Linked DNA regions of Mus musculus: regions 1 and 2 are each linked to region 3. Evidence: chromatin contacts called from public promoter capture Hi-C data. All regions are on one chromosome and are shown on one strand. Each heading gives the region's core, a stretch centred on a gene start, on an enhancer-like site or on the middle of the called end of the contact. The rest is flanking DNA. Distances are from core to core; before and after follow the strand shown.

Region 1 (4,099 bases), core at 481-2,980, 310 kb after region 3:
CAGCAATCCTGTCTCCCACTGGGGGCACCTACCTGGCGAGCACAGGGTCCTGAGCTCCACCCAAGTATGGAAATTAGTAATAAGATCGCCATCTTGTACTTAATTCAATCAACTAGAGGGGTTTTGTTTGTTTGTTTGTTTGTCCTTCTGCCTTTTGCCATGTCCCAAGTGAGAACTGCAGCCCACTGGGGAAGAGAGAGGTGTTGGCGCCAAAAAATTTCCATAAGTCTCTTAGAATCCTGAAGCGAGAACACATCTATAGGGAAGGTTAAAAGTCAAATTCATATTAAAACCATTAGAAGCCATTAACCATCTATTTTAATAGCTAAATCCGCTGGTGAGATGGCTCAGCAGTTAAGAGAGCTGACTGCTCTTCCATAGGTCCTGAGTTCAAATCCCAGCAACCACATGGTAGCTCACAACCATCCGTAATGAGACCTGACGCCCTCTTCTGGAGTGTCTGAAGACAGCTACAGTGTACTTACATGTAATAATAGATAAATAAATATTTTTAAAAAATAGTTAAAGCCAAAAGGACCGCAAGGATGCCGGGCACTGGGGACATTGCAGGTGGGAAGGTAAAATGGAAAAGATAAGCTCAATGTGCAGAGGTCTCCCGCTAAGGATTTCCCCAAGAAAAATGAAGACCTGGCTTCACAGAAAGCACCATGCACGGCGTCTATAGCGGCTTCATGTATAATCACCCCACACTGGAAACAATCCAAATATCCTTCAACCAGGATTGAATAAACAAATAAATACCAGTCAGTACGTTCATACAACAGAACGCTACCCGGCAATAAACAGGAAGACACTGCTGCTAAATGCAAGATGTGTGTGGCTCTCAGATGTATTCTGTGAAGTGAGAATCTGACTCAATAAAAGCTGTGCACTGTATGTTTCCATGTACGCGATATTCTGGGCAAGGCAAAGCTATCGAGAAGACAAAAGTCAAAAAGAGTAGGCATTCACATTTGCACATGATTTCTGGGGAGGGTCCCAGACCACCACGAGTCTATTCTAGTAACTCATTATACCTCTACCCTTTGCCAGGCAGCCGTCACGCTCGGTATGCCCAGACCCAGCTTCCTCTTGAGCTCTGTGTACATTTGCATCGCACGTTCCTTGCCCCGGGTTGGCCAGGTTTCACATCGTGCGTTTTCTCTGCTGTAGCCCTGCCGCCAGCACACAAGCACCTCGGCGCCTAGCATAGGGGATGGAAGGGCTGACAAAATGTAGAGGCTGTCTGTGCGATCCTTATTTCAAGATTTCCTGCATCCATCAACTGCCACTGTCACTGTACTGAAACAGGTTCAATAAGAAGGTGATTGGGGAAAGAGTCAAGGCAATCAAAGCAGGCTCTGCACCGCCAAGACCCCACTACATGGGAGGGAAGGCCATCCTGCCTCCCTCTATTGCCTCACTCTCTCTCATTCATTTTTCGAAGCTGCAGCACCGAGCAATTGCTGTCCTCCGGGGTTCACAGGCGAGGAACGGACACCAAGGAGTGGACGTAATAAGGTATGGACCTGGTCACCCTAGCCCGAGCAGGCTGCTAGGACAGCCTGGGAGCAGGCGTTCTCCCTGCAAACTCTCCATGCTGTGATTTCCACGATTTAAACCCTCTGGACCTGCAGCGCGGGGTCAGGGACCCGGCCAAGTGGCTGCGGGTACAGCAGGGCGGAGGGCGGCCCCGCCCAACCGGCGCGGTTCCCATGGGGATCGCAGCAGTCACCCAGCCGAGCTGCAGGCTGCTGTGCTAGAGCTGGGCCGAGAGGCGCCTCAGGAGTCAGGGTGGGAGGTCCCCACAGTCCCTGCAGTTCCCGCAGTCCCCACGGGCCCGGTTGCCCAGCCGGTGTCCTCTTCCGGAGGGAATTGAGACCCGAAACTAGAACCGGGGAAGCCCTTCGCCTTCCTGGTGCTCCAGCCAGCTCAAGTGTCTTAGATCGTATGAACCATAACGTTAAAAAGATAGATTATCTTACAGCTCGGCTCGTTTTTGGATGCTGGCTACATCTTTAGCTCGAGGGAATGAAACAGACAACTGAAATTAGGTCACCCATGGCAGCCACCTGTAGACTCCCAGCCTTGACCGCGATGTCATTGCTGGGTGGGGGTGGAGTCCACACCTGGCTGATCCTTATTCTTTAACTCGCGCCTTGTTTTCTCTAGATCGCGGACGACAGCCCTTACTTGATGAGGCTCGAGAGAGGTCAGTTCATAAACGACCTTTAAAAACTATATGAAAATCCGTTCTCAAGAAGACTTGCTCCTCCTCTGTAATGGAAAAATATGAAAAAATTGGAAAGATTGGAGAAGGCTCCTATGGGGTAGTGTTCAAGTGCAGAAACAGGGACACGGGTCAGATCGTGGCCATCAAGAGGTTTCTGGAAACCGAAGATGACCCTGTCATAAAGAAAATCGCCCTTCGAGAAATCCGCATGCTCAAGGTAGCTAATTTGCTTTTTCTGTGCTAGATAGATGCTCTGGGCTGAGGCTCTGCCCTCTTCCCACACAGCCTTTGTCTTCAATGGCACAAATCAGAGTCTGTGCGCAGAGAACGGATTATGTAAGAGTAAGAAGGTGGACAGGAGAGGTGTGGGGCTCTCTTGGCGTCAACTGCAGACAGTCTTTTCACGGGTCTCTAAGAAGCAGAATTTAAAACAACTCGACTTTGCTAGAGTTTTTGAGTTTTGAGCTTCCAGCTTGTTTTCATTTTGTATTTTTAACCCATTGTCCTGTTTTCTTGGGCTATATATGCATCTGTATATGTGTGTTCATGTGTGCGCGCATAAATGTGTGTGTGTGTGTGTGTGTGTGTGTGTGTGTGTGTGTGGCATTTGGAAGCCAAAGGTTAACACTAGCCATCTTCTTCAACCATTTTCCCCCTTGTATATGGATACAGTGTCTCACTAGGATTGCTAGCCAGTGCTCTCCAGGATCTAGTACTGGGATTGCAGGTGGACAGCTGCCCTCGGGCAGCATTTATTGTGAGTGTTGGAATCTAAGCTTAGGTCCTTGGACAAAGGTGTTCATTACAAGACAAAAGTGTGTTCCCTCTTATTCTGGAAAGAGGCTTCTCTGAATTTCTCAGAGGCAATGCAGCTGCTACTGCAGGATGAGGCAGGCCATGGATGGCTCCCATGGGGAATCAACTGTGCTTCAGAAAGTGTGGCCTCGGTGTTCTGTCCAGACCCTGGCCAAGTGTATGAGTGGATGATGCTCTCAGAAGGGGTGAACTCAAATGTTTGTGCCGGTTCCCAGCTGGGGTCCTCTGCCTACTCTCCTCCACACAGCCAGTGTTGCACTCTGCTCTCGTGAGCCACTGACCATGTCCACTTTCTCAGTAGAAGCTGATAGCTGCCTTACTCTTTATTTAGCATCATCATTGTCAATATTATTACTACTTTGTGGTGTTAAGGATTGAACCCAGAGACTTTATCAAATTAACAAAACCTTCTCTCACCGAGGCACATTCCCAGTCTTCAATGGGTTGATTTACTCAATAATAATAGTAATAATAATAATAATAATAATAGGCTAGAAAGATGGCTCAGTGCATAAATGTGCTCACCACCAAACTGATAGCCTCAATTTGATCCCTTGGTCCTACATGATAGGAGAGAATCGATTCCCCCAAGTTGTCCTCTGACCTCCATGGTACACAGTAACACTTATGTGTTCCATCCACCAAAATTAGTGTTCCCAGGAGCACGGTGGCTGTTCTCTTTGGCTCAGAGAATGTCCTCTCCGACCTCCCAGCACAGGTACGTGTATCTCAGCACATTTTATTATCACTGTGTTTCCAGGTGTAGCTCCCCGAGTTTCTCCTTCCAAGTCAATGCTAACTGAGTGAGAATCAAGGCCCCCAGGTTGACCTCTGACCCCACAGTGCTGTGTAGCAACTGTGTGTTCACCTACCTAAATAAATAACAATGTGAGGTGTGTGGTGAACACCACAGAGCGTGTGAAAGCAGGAAGCCCCCACCCTCTACACCAGGTGCTCAATGTTTCTCCTCTAGTCTGAGTAAGGTGGTGGGAGATTACTGGTTTTATGTCTCTTTAGCTCCAACTCTTCAAAATTATATGATATTCCTAA
Region 2 (3,755 bases), core at 621-3,120, 350 kb before region 3:
AGCTCATCAGAAGTGAATCTGCAGAGAACTCATTTGTAGCTAAGGAATATTATGACTATCAAGTGTATTGTTTCCTAATGCTTTTTAAGAGCTTCCTCCCCTTATTTATTTATTTATTTACTTTACATCCTGATAGATGACCCCTTCCAGCACCACCCCTCCATGCCCTTAAGAGCTTCTTTAAACTCCCAAATTTTAGCCAAAGATAAAGGGAAGCATGGGACCCTGTCATTTCAGATGGATGTTTTTATCTCAGCATTATGCTACTGTAGGTCCCCTTTATACCCTTTGTGGATATTTACAGTGTGACAAAAGAAAGCTTATAGGTATCTTTCTGTAATATTTGACTATATTTTACATATCATGTCACTCCTGCCTATTCATGACAGTGACTGAAAACTAACAGCACTGGTTAGCGTTCCTCTCCTGAAAACTGACTTCAGTGAACGGCCAACTGTCAGTACACTAAACGTCTTCCCTACTGCAATCTCCTTTTTCTTGTTTCACAACTCAGGTATCATGGACCTCACCCAGGTTCTCTCTTGAGGATGTTCACTTCCACCTCTTCCTTAGTGTACAGCCCTAAACACAATCACAACATAGGCAAACACCAGAATCTTGCTTAAGGGTTGCTAACAACGCTTGCATATATTTACTCTTGAAGCCCAACAAAGCTACTATGACAGCATCTGAACAGGCCAATCGGTAAAGCAGGGGATGGGAGTGGTTATCTACTATAAGGAATTATGTAGAATAATTACCCACCCCAAAACATATGTAAAGATACTGGGTAGTGTCAGTAAACAATGACCATTCAATGGTGGTGCTTTCGCCACATCAATAATGCCGTATCAGGAACACTGTCAATTAACCATTCCACTAATTTATCATCTAAGACAAAGGCCAAAGGTAGTTTATTTCCTACAGCAGCAGGACGGCGGACACTGTTGAAGTAGAATTATCACACAAGATAAGTGATTTTGTTTGAATAGTAAATGATGAACTGGAGTATTTAAAGGGCCTATCAATAATCATACTAATGCATGTGCAATACCATTCGCAGGCCTGTAAATCACAATTCAAGCCATTCTCTAAATTGCAAACGCACCGGTCAAGGAAAAATGAGGTTCATATCAAAAGAAATGAATGTAGGCAAGAAGAAAAAAAAAGAAAATAAAGATTTTAATATATTCCCATTTATTTGGCATTTACAATTTAAAAAAACTAACTCACAAAATAAAAATAAATAAAGAGCTCAAAATTCAGGCATTACAAATACCAATTTCCGAATAAACATAGCAATTTCCGAATGACAGGTTAAAAGCAAGATTTTGTTCAATATCAACTTTTGTAAAAATTTGGAGACTTAAAGTCTGGATGTCTACAAAAGATCACTAAAAGTCTATAGAAACAGCCAAGACCTCCATCGCAACCCAATCCCACCCTCAAATCCGCTAGTCTGTTCCAGAGAATTCGATGTAGCTCGTAATCCTTTAATCGCACCACAGTGCTTAGCAACGACGAGGCTCAGTGCACGCTTAGATAGAAAAGTAATATTCCCGGTTAGGAAATGACCCTGGAGCTGGGGGCGGCAAAGGCTGGGACCTCAAGACCTGGCCGAGGAAGATGGGCTGGTCAGGTGTCCAGCTTGAGGGACGGGGCGGCGGAGGCCACCGCCACCCAGACAAGCGCCCCGCACTCACAATTCTATCATCCACTCTCCTTCCAGCAACGACGTCCAGTTCTCATCGGTGAGGACGCGCACGTTATTCCGCCGTCCGTGGGCCCCAGGGACCGCCCAGAGCAGCAGGACCAGAGCTGCCAGGGGAACCATAAGACGCCCCAAGTGCGCCATGTCAGCCGCTCACCCAGCCTCAGCGCGTTCCCGCTCCACCTCCCCGCCGCAGCTCCACTTCCGCTCTGGCGGCCGCTCCGCTCATGCGCACAAGGAGCCAGCCAGGCGCGCGAGCCCCACCCACTCCCCGCCAGCAACTCAGTGCGCATGTCCGGGCCCTGTTCCTCCTGCGGGAGATGGAGAGGGAAAGCGGGAAATGCGTCTATCTCGGAGCTCACGACTGAAGAGGCGCTTGCCGGCTGTGGTCCCTCGAAAAGCCCTAGAAGGGGCGGTAGGCGGAGGGATCAGGGTGATGCTCTAGAGATGAGTGACCCTGTCGTGCCCACCAGTGCCTAGTAAGGTCACTATGACAGTTTTCTCAGGAACTTTCCCCTTTCAAAATATCACCAGTTAGACGAATGTAGGAGGAGGTCACCAGCCCCTTTACCCTGGCCCTAGGCAAACAGGCATCTACTTTTTGTCCTGGCTACTTTACTAATTGAATCTTGTGTTGTCCCTGTTGACTGACTTATTTTAACTCTTTAAGCATGAGTCCCCGAATTTCCTCTAACACATTCGTAATGAGGCTTTGTCACCCCCTGGCTCTCCGAGGTAGTTTTTATTGCCTGTTCTTTGCTTTCCTGTATATGGGTTATATTTTCCTGTCTTTGCACAACTCAAAAATCTCTTCTTGGAAACTAGGGTTTTAGGGTCTGTAATTCTAGATGTTGATTCCCCTTGTGGCTCTCCATCTTCTGTTCCTCTTGTTGTTTGATTGTTTAGTGAGTTGGCAAGGCAATTCTAGTGAAGTCTGTTTCTCAGAGATTACAGCCCTGGGTGGGTCATCTGGGCGATAGTGGTTTTAGCAGGGCTCATTCCATATCACTTTTTGGGATGTGTTTGCCTCACTTATTTCCAGCTGTAATATTACATGAAGTGCTCACCGATAACTTGTTTTTGTTTTGTTTTAATTCTCAGAGCATACATTGTTCCACAGCCTAATACATTTTGGCAGATGGTTTTGAGGTCAGTGGTTGAAATTTATTTTAAGCCCAGGATGATTCTTCACTGTCTCTTTTCTTAGGTCTCTCTGGTGAACTAAGTGGCTTATGCACTGGCATCTTGTTCTTACTTAAGGAAAACTTTTTTTATTTTTTTGGAGTGACTTTAGGCCTGACCGTTTCTCCATACTCTTATTTAATAAAGTCATTTCTTTGGGGAGAGTTCAGAACTGACTCTCCTGGGCACAAGCAGCCTCAGTCATTATTCTAGGTGCAGTGTAGACCAGCAGGATCTACTTTTCTGGACTTCTAGTGGTGTATAGTCTTTATCACTTGAACAAAAAGGTTGAGGGGGTGTCTGGAGATTTCTCAGTCTGCTGTACCCAGCGCTTTCACTGTGCATGTCATGTCCTTGTGACCTGCACTTGGAAGGGATTAAGATGCCAGTGACCTTCCCTTCCTGATGAGATGCTCTGTCTCTAGGTTGGGAACGGAGAGGAGATGGAGCCCCGTGTTCATGGTCACACCCATCTACAGTAGAGTTGTCACCAGAATGGCCTGGGCTAAGAAAATGATTAGAGAAATAGGAGTTTGAGATGGATCAGATGCCAGAGAGTCACTGCTCCTACTGAATGTTAGTAGATTTTCTTGAAGGAACAACAATAACAACAACAAAAGCATCATTTATTGTTTGCAATTTCCAGAAACTTTTAGTGAGTTTTTGGTTGTGTAGTCTTCAGCAATATTATCAAGATGAGTTGTGTCCCTGGGAATTCATGAGCTGAAGTCCTGATGCTCAGTAATTCAGAATGAGAGTGCATTTAAAGATAGAGGGTTTTTTTGGTTGGTTGGTTGGTTGGGTTTTTTTTTGGGGGGGGGGGTTCGAGACAGGATTTCTCTGTATAGCCCTGGCTGTCCTG
Region 3 (4,002 bases), core at 218-2,717:
GATTGCAGACGCCTGAGGTCACCATCCCAAGGGTATGTGTGCGTTTGGCACCCTCGATTGCATCAGGAAGCTGCTTCCAGGTGTGCAGCATTTGGGCTGGATCCAGCACATTAAAAATTGATTATTGTGTACAAGGAGAAGGAAAGATCTTTTTCATTTTTTTCTTTTTAAACTCTGTATGTGTGTTACTTGTCTTCGTTCATTCATTCTCTCTCTCTCTCTCTCTCTTAATTGAAACAGGGTTTTCTGTGTGGAACTTGCTCTGTATGCCCTGCTGCTGTGAACTCACAGAGATCCATCTACCTTTCTTTCTTTTCTTTCTTTCTTTCTTTCTTTCTTTCTTTCCTTCCTTCCTTCCTTCCTTCCTTTCTTTCTTTCTCCTTGTTTTTTTTGAGACAGAGTTTCTCTGTGTAGCCCTGGCTGTCCTGGAACTCACTCTGTAGACCAGGCTGGCCTTGAACTCAGAAATTCGCCTGCCTCTGCCTCCCAAGTGCTGGGATTAAAGGCGTGCGCCGCCACGCCCGGCCTGTGAACATCTTATCCTTGAAGTAAAATACCTGGATTTGTGTGGTTTTATTTTTAGCAAAAGATGACTGAAAGCTTTTGGTGATGTCAGGTTTTTACTGATTCTAGGGGGGGGGTGAAAGGCTGGGACCCGGGAATCAGTAATGAAAGACTGAGCAGTCGGGAATGAAGCGTGAGTTGCTGGCGGTGGAGGAGTTCAGAGATGCTGTTCAACTCTCCCAAAACAGCCAGTGGCTCCTCAGGAAAGGTGGGCGGTGTTTTACCCTTTCTCTAGGCAACTAAGCATTACCTAGAACACCCTGGGGCAAAAGAGAGCCTTGGGGGAATACTTTCTGCCTGCTGTGTGTAATTGCACCAGCAGGGCTAATTGAGCTGCTTTTTGAATCAAAGGCTTCTGGGTGGCATAAATAGGGAGATGGCTCAGCCAGTGCCTCTGATGTAGCTGTGATGTGGAATACCTAGGCTGAATGGAGTGAAAGTTGGCCACACCTCAGATCCCAGCATCTGGGGAGGTTGTCTACAGCTTGCTGACTTGTCTGGCAGCTCTGACCACCGTAGTGACTGAATACTAATAATTATCTCATCTGACCTGACCGGCTGGTAGAAGAGACTTTCACTTTCCTGAGTCCCCAGGCTGATAGGTGAGAAACCCTTTCAGGTGTGAGACAGGCCATTTGCCTGTCAGGAAGGAGGAGGACTGCCTGCCTAAACCCTTCCTGCTAGGAATGCTACTCCATTGTAGCGGTACAGTTGTGCCCTCGTGCTGGTGTGTGTACAAGTACCACTGGCCAGGCAGGGCCTTGCTGCAGAGTGTTCCAAGTGGCTGATGGGACTTGGGGGGGGGGGGGGGAGATGTGTGTGTCCAGGTAGAGCTGGGGAAGATTCATGTGTCCGTCCAATTGTGACCTGTCCCAACCTGTCTTCCTTCATGTCCCACACAGGTGAGCGCTGTGGGCTATGGGATGGATGAGGTGGAGGAGGACCAGCATGAAGCCCGACTCAAGGAGCTGTTTGACAGTTTTGACACCCTGGGAACTGGGTCTCTGGGTCAAGAGGAGCTCACTGACCTCTGCCACGTGCTGTGCTTGGAGGATGTGGGCCCGGTGCTGCAACAGACGCTACTCCAGGACAACCTCTTGGGCAGGGTAAGATCTGGGGAAGAACAGAGTTGGTTGGAAGTGGGGCGCGGTTTCTGTCAGAGTACTGGGGTTGGTGGCAAGCCACAGGTGTGTTGCAACTTGTCTCTTGCAACCTGGCCGTTAGCCTGGGGCGTGTAGTTTGCTCTCGTGATAAGGGCAATGCTAGATTTAGTCTGCACTTGGAATTAAGTTGTACACTGAGCATTATGGGTAACAGGAGAAATTGACTGTTTCCCAGACTTTTTTTTTTTTTTTTTTTTTTGGAGACAGGGTTTCTCTGTGTAGCCCTGGCTGTCCTGGAACTCACTTTGTAGACCAGGCTGGCCTCGAACTCAGAAATCCGCCTGCCTCTGCCTCCCGAGTGCTGGGATTAAAGGAGTGCTCCACCACGCCCGGCTCAGACTTTTTTTCCTTGTTCTTTGTGGGTGAGATTTCATTGGAAAAGAAAGAAAGGCGGGAAGACAGCTGCCCTTCACAGGAAGTAGAAGTAGGTTTTCTGAATGATCTTCTAAAAGCTGGTTTTTGTGTGGGTCATTTTGAGGTGAAGATTGAATCTTCCGTTCAGGAAGGAAGACAGGAAGTACACAAAGCAGAGGCTGTCTCCAGTCCAACCCAACATGCATGGCGAGTGTGTGTGCAAACTGGTTAACTTCCACGTTTGGCCAGGCCATGCTTTTCCCCTAGATTAAGTCTCAGGCAAGAGAAAGAGGAAAGAGGTCCGTCCCCCCCCACCCCCCAACTTGTCCCAAGTCCCTAGCAGTGAGAAGGACAGATAGTCTGTTGCAGTCTGAGAATGCCTTTAGTTCAACCTCCTTTACAATGCTTTGTGTAGAGTTCCCCCCTCCCCACCTTTTGGCTCTAGGCCAGGCAAAATGAAGAAAAATGTTGCTAATGGCGACACCCAGTACACAGGTTTGTCCTGCGCTGTTACTCCGGGAAACAGTCCTGAAGCGTCGTTTGATTTTGCCAGATGCACCTCCTCCTCCTTCCTTGTTCACGGTCTTCCAACAGACATGTGGATAAGTGTCCCAAGGCATAGAAGTATTAGATGCGTGTCACATGAAGGAGGCAGACACAGCACTAACCATGAAGCATAAAGAAAAAAAGGATATTGGGGGATTGACATGTGAGGCCAAATAGTTCACACTTCAGGAAAAAGAAGATTTTGTTGCAAAAAGTAGGGCCACTCTTGATCACTTTGAGGAAGATTAAATGTTTGTGAGTATATGAGTATTTCCTAGAAAATGCTAAAACGACTCATTTGGAAAAATAGTAAAAACAGCAATATGCAAGGTCAAACCATTTACTCTATTTCATGTGCTCCAGGGTTTTGGGCATAGTGGAGAACAGAGTAGCATCTCCCAGTGTGGTCCTCAGGTTGCAGGCCTTTGGGATGGAGGCGTAGTTGCTGTTAGTGCTTCAAAAAGCACAAGGAGCCAGGCTTTGGCCGATGGTCTCCCTGAGAACCCCTCTCAGAGTACAAGGGGATCCTCCACTGCACAAAGATTCTGTTCTAGCAGCTGGCTTACAATTTGCTCTCCAGATGTTAGCCCAGACCAGGGAGCAGTTATCGATTGATTTGTTAATGGCTTGACACCATCAACCTGCTTTTTACCGGCTATTTGCCTGAATAGTGAGTACCTAAGTGGTCTACAGTGTGGTATTTACTTAGTGAGCCGGTGATAAAGTCAAATAGATGTCTGCATATTGATTTCATGTGGGAGGCCCCCGGTGTTTGTCTTGAGAGACAGCATTGTCATGAATTAACACAGTATGGTTAAATTTGCATCTTTATGAAACTGAATTATTCTCCTCGGTTGATTGCGTTGGCCATGTTCTTTCTGTGACGATGTCTCATGCATGGTTTGTAATTTTCAGTTGTAAAGCACTAAATCCTGGAGCCATTCTATGTGTCACCTTCAGGAAACACTGAGGAGGGATCATACAATGTTAAGCTGTGTTACAAATTAACATAATTTTAGATGACACATAGTAACTATGCATACTGATCTGTGGAATTTTAATACATGAGTGTCATGCATCATGATGAGGTCAGCTGACTGGCATTTTCTTGTGTTGGGAGCACTAGAAATCTTTTCTATTATCTTTTTTGAAATATTTTGTTAATCATTACCAACTATAGTTAATTTTTTTCATTTTATTTATTCTCTGTGTTAATATGTATGTGATTGTGTGTAATTATATGTGTATGAGAGAGAGAGAGAGAGACAGAGACAGAGACAGAGACAGCAGTGAGGGTCAGCAGACAACTTGAGGTAGTACAGGTTCTCTCCTTCCACCATTTGAGGCATGGGGGACTAAACTCAGATCCTTGGCA

The links. Capture Hi-C pulls out chosen DNA fragments and counts their contacts.
Region 1: a contact with region 3 is called in a promoter capture Hi-C map of liver. The contact joins the promoter of Cdkl1 here to the promoter of Nin in region 3. A contact is called at or near these places in 5 of 39 promoter capture datasets (the 3T3-L1 cell line, the C10 cell line, liver and 2 more), 3 of 115 datasets of contacts at active chromatin or transcription factors (embryonic hindbrain, neural tube and stem cell-derived neural progenitor cells) and 2 of 9 other capture datasets (adipose tissue and liver).
Region 2: a promoter capture Hi-C map of adipose tissue shows a contact between it and region 3. The contact joins the promoter of Tmx1 here to the promoter of Nin in region 3. A contact is called at or near these places in 9 of 39 promoter capture datasets (the 3T3-L1 cell line, the C10 cell line, the HPC-7 cell line and 5 more), 1 of 484 Hi-C or Micro-C datasets (embryonic stem cells), 6 of 115 datasets of contacts at active chromatin or transcription factors (the SCID.adh cell line, acute myeloid leukemia, astrocytes and 2 more) and 4 of 9 other capture datasets (adipose tissue, embryonic stem cells, liver and 1 more).

Annotation. Positions count from the first base shown.
Region 1 is chr12:69,788,338-69,792,436 of GRCm38.p6, reverse strand. Cdkl1 (cyclin-dependent kinase-like 1 (CDC2-related kinase)) reads left to right here and starts at 1,730. Exons shown (of 10, transcript NM_183294.2): 1 at 1,730-1,794; 2 at 2,173-2,450. The coding sequence starts at 2,283. It overlaps 4930512B01Rik (RIKEN cDNA 4930512B01 gene), which reads right to left and starts at 2,093. Exons shown (of 8, transcript NR_033573.1): 1 at 1,986-2,093.
Region 2 is chr12:70,451,269-70,455,023 of GRCm38.p6, reverse strand. It overlaps Tmx1 (thioredoxin-related transmembrane protein 1), which reads right to left and starts at 1,870. Exons shown (of 8, transcript NM_028339.1): 1 at 1,704-1,870. The coding sequence starts at 1,855.
Region 3 is chr12:70,100,319-70,104,320 of GRCm38.p6, reverse strand. It overlaps Nin (ninein), which reads left to right and starts at 1,467. Exons shown (of 29, transcript NM_001081453.1): 1 at 1,467-1,670. The coding sequence starts at 1,488.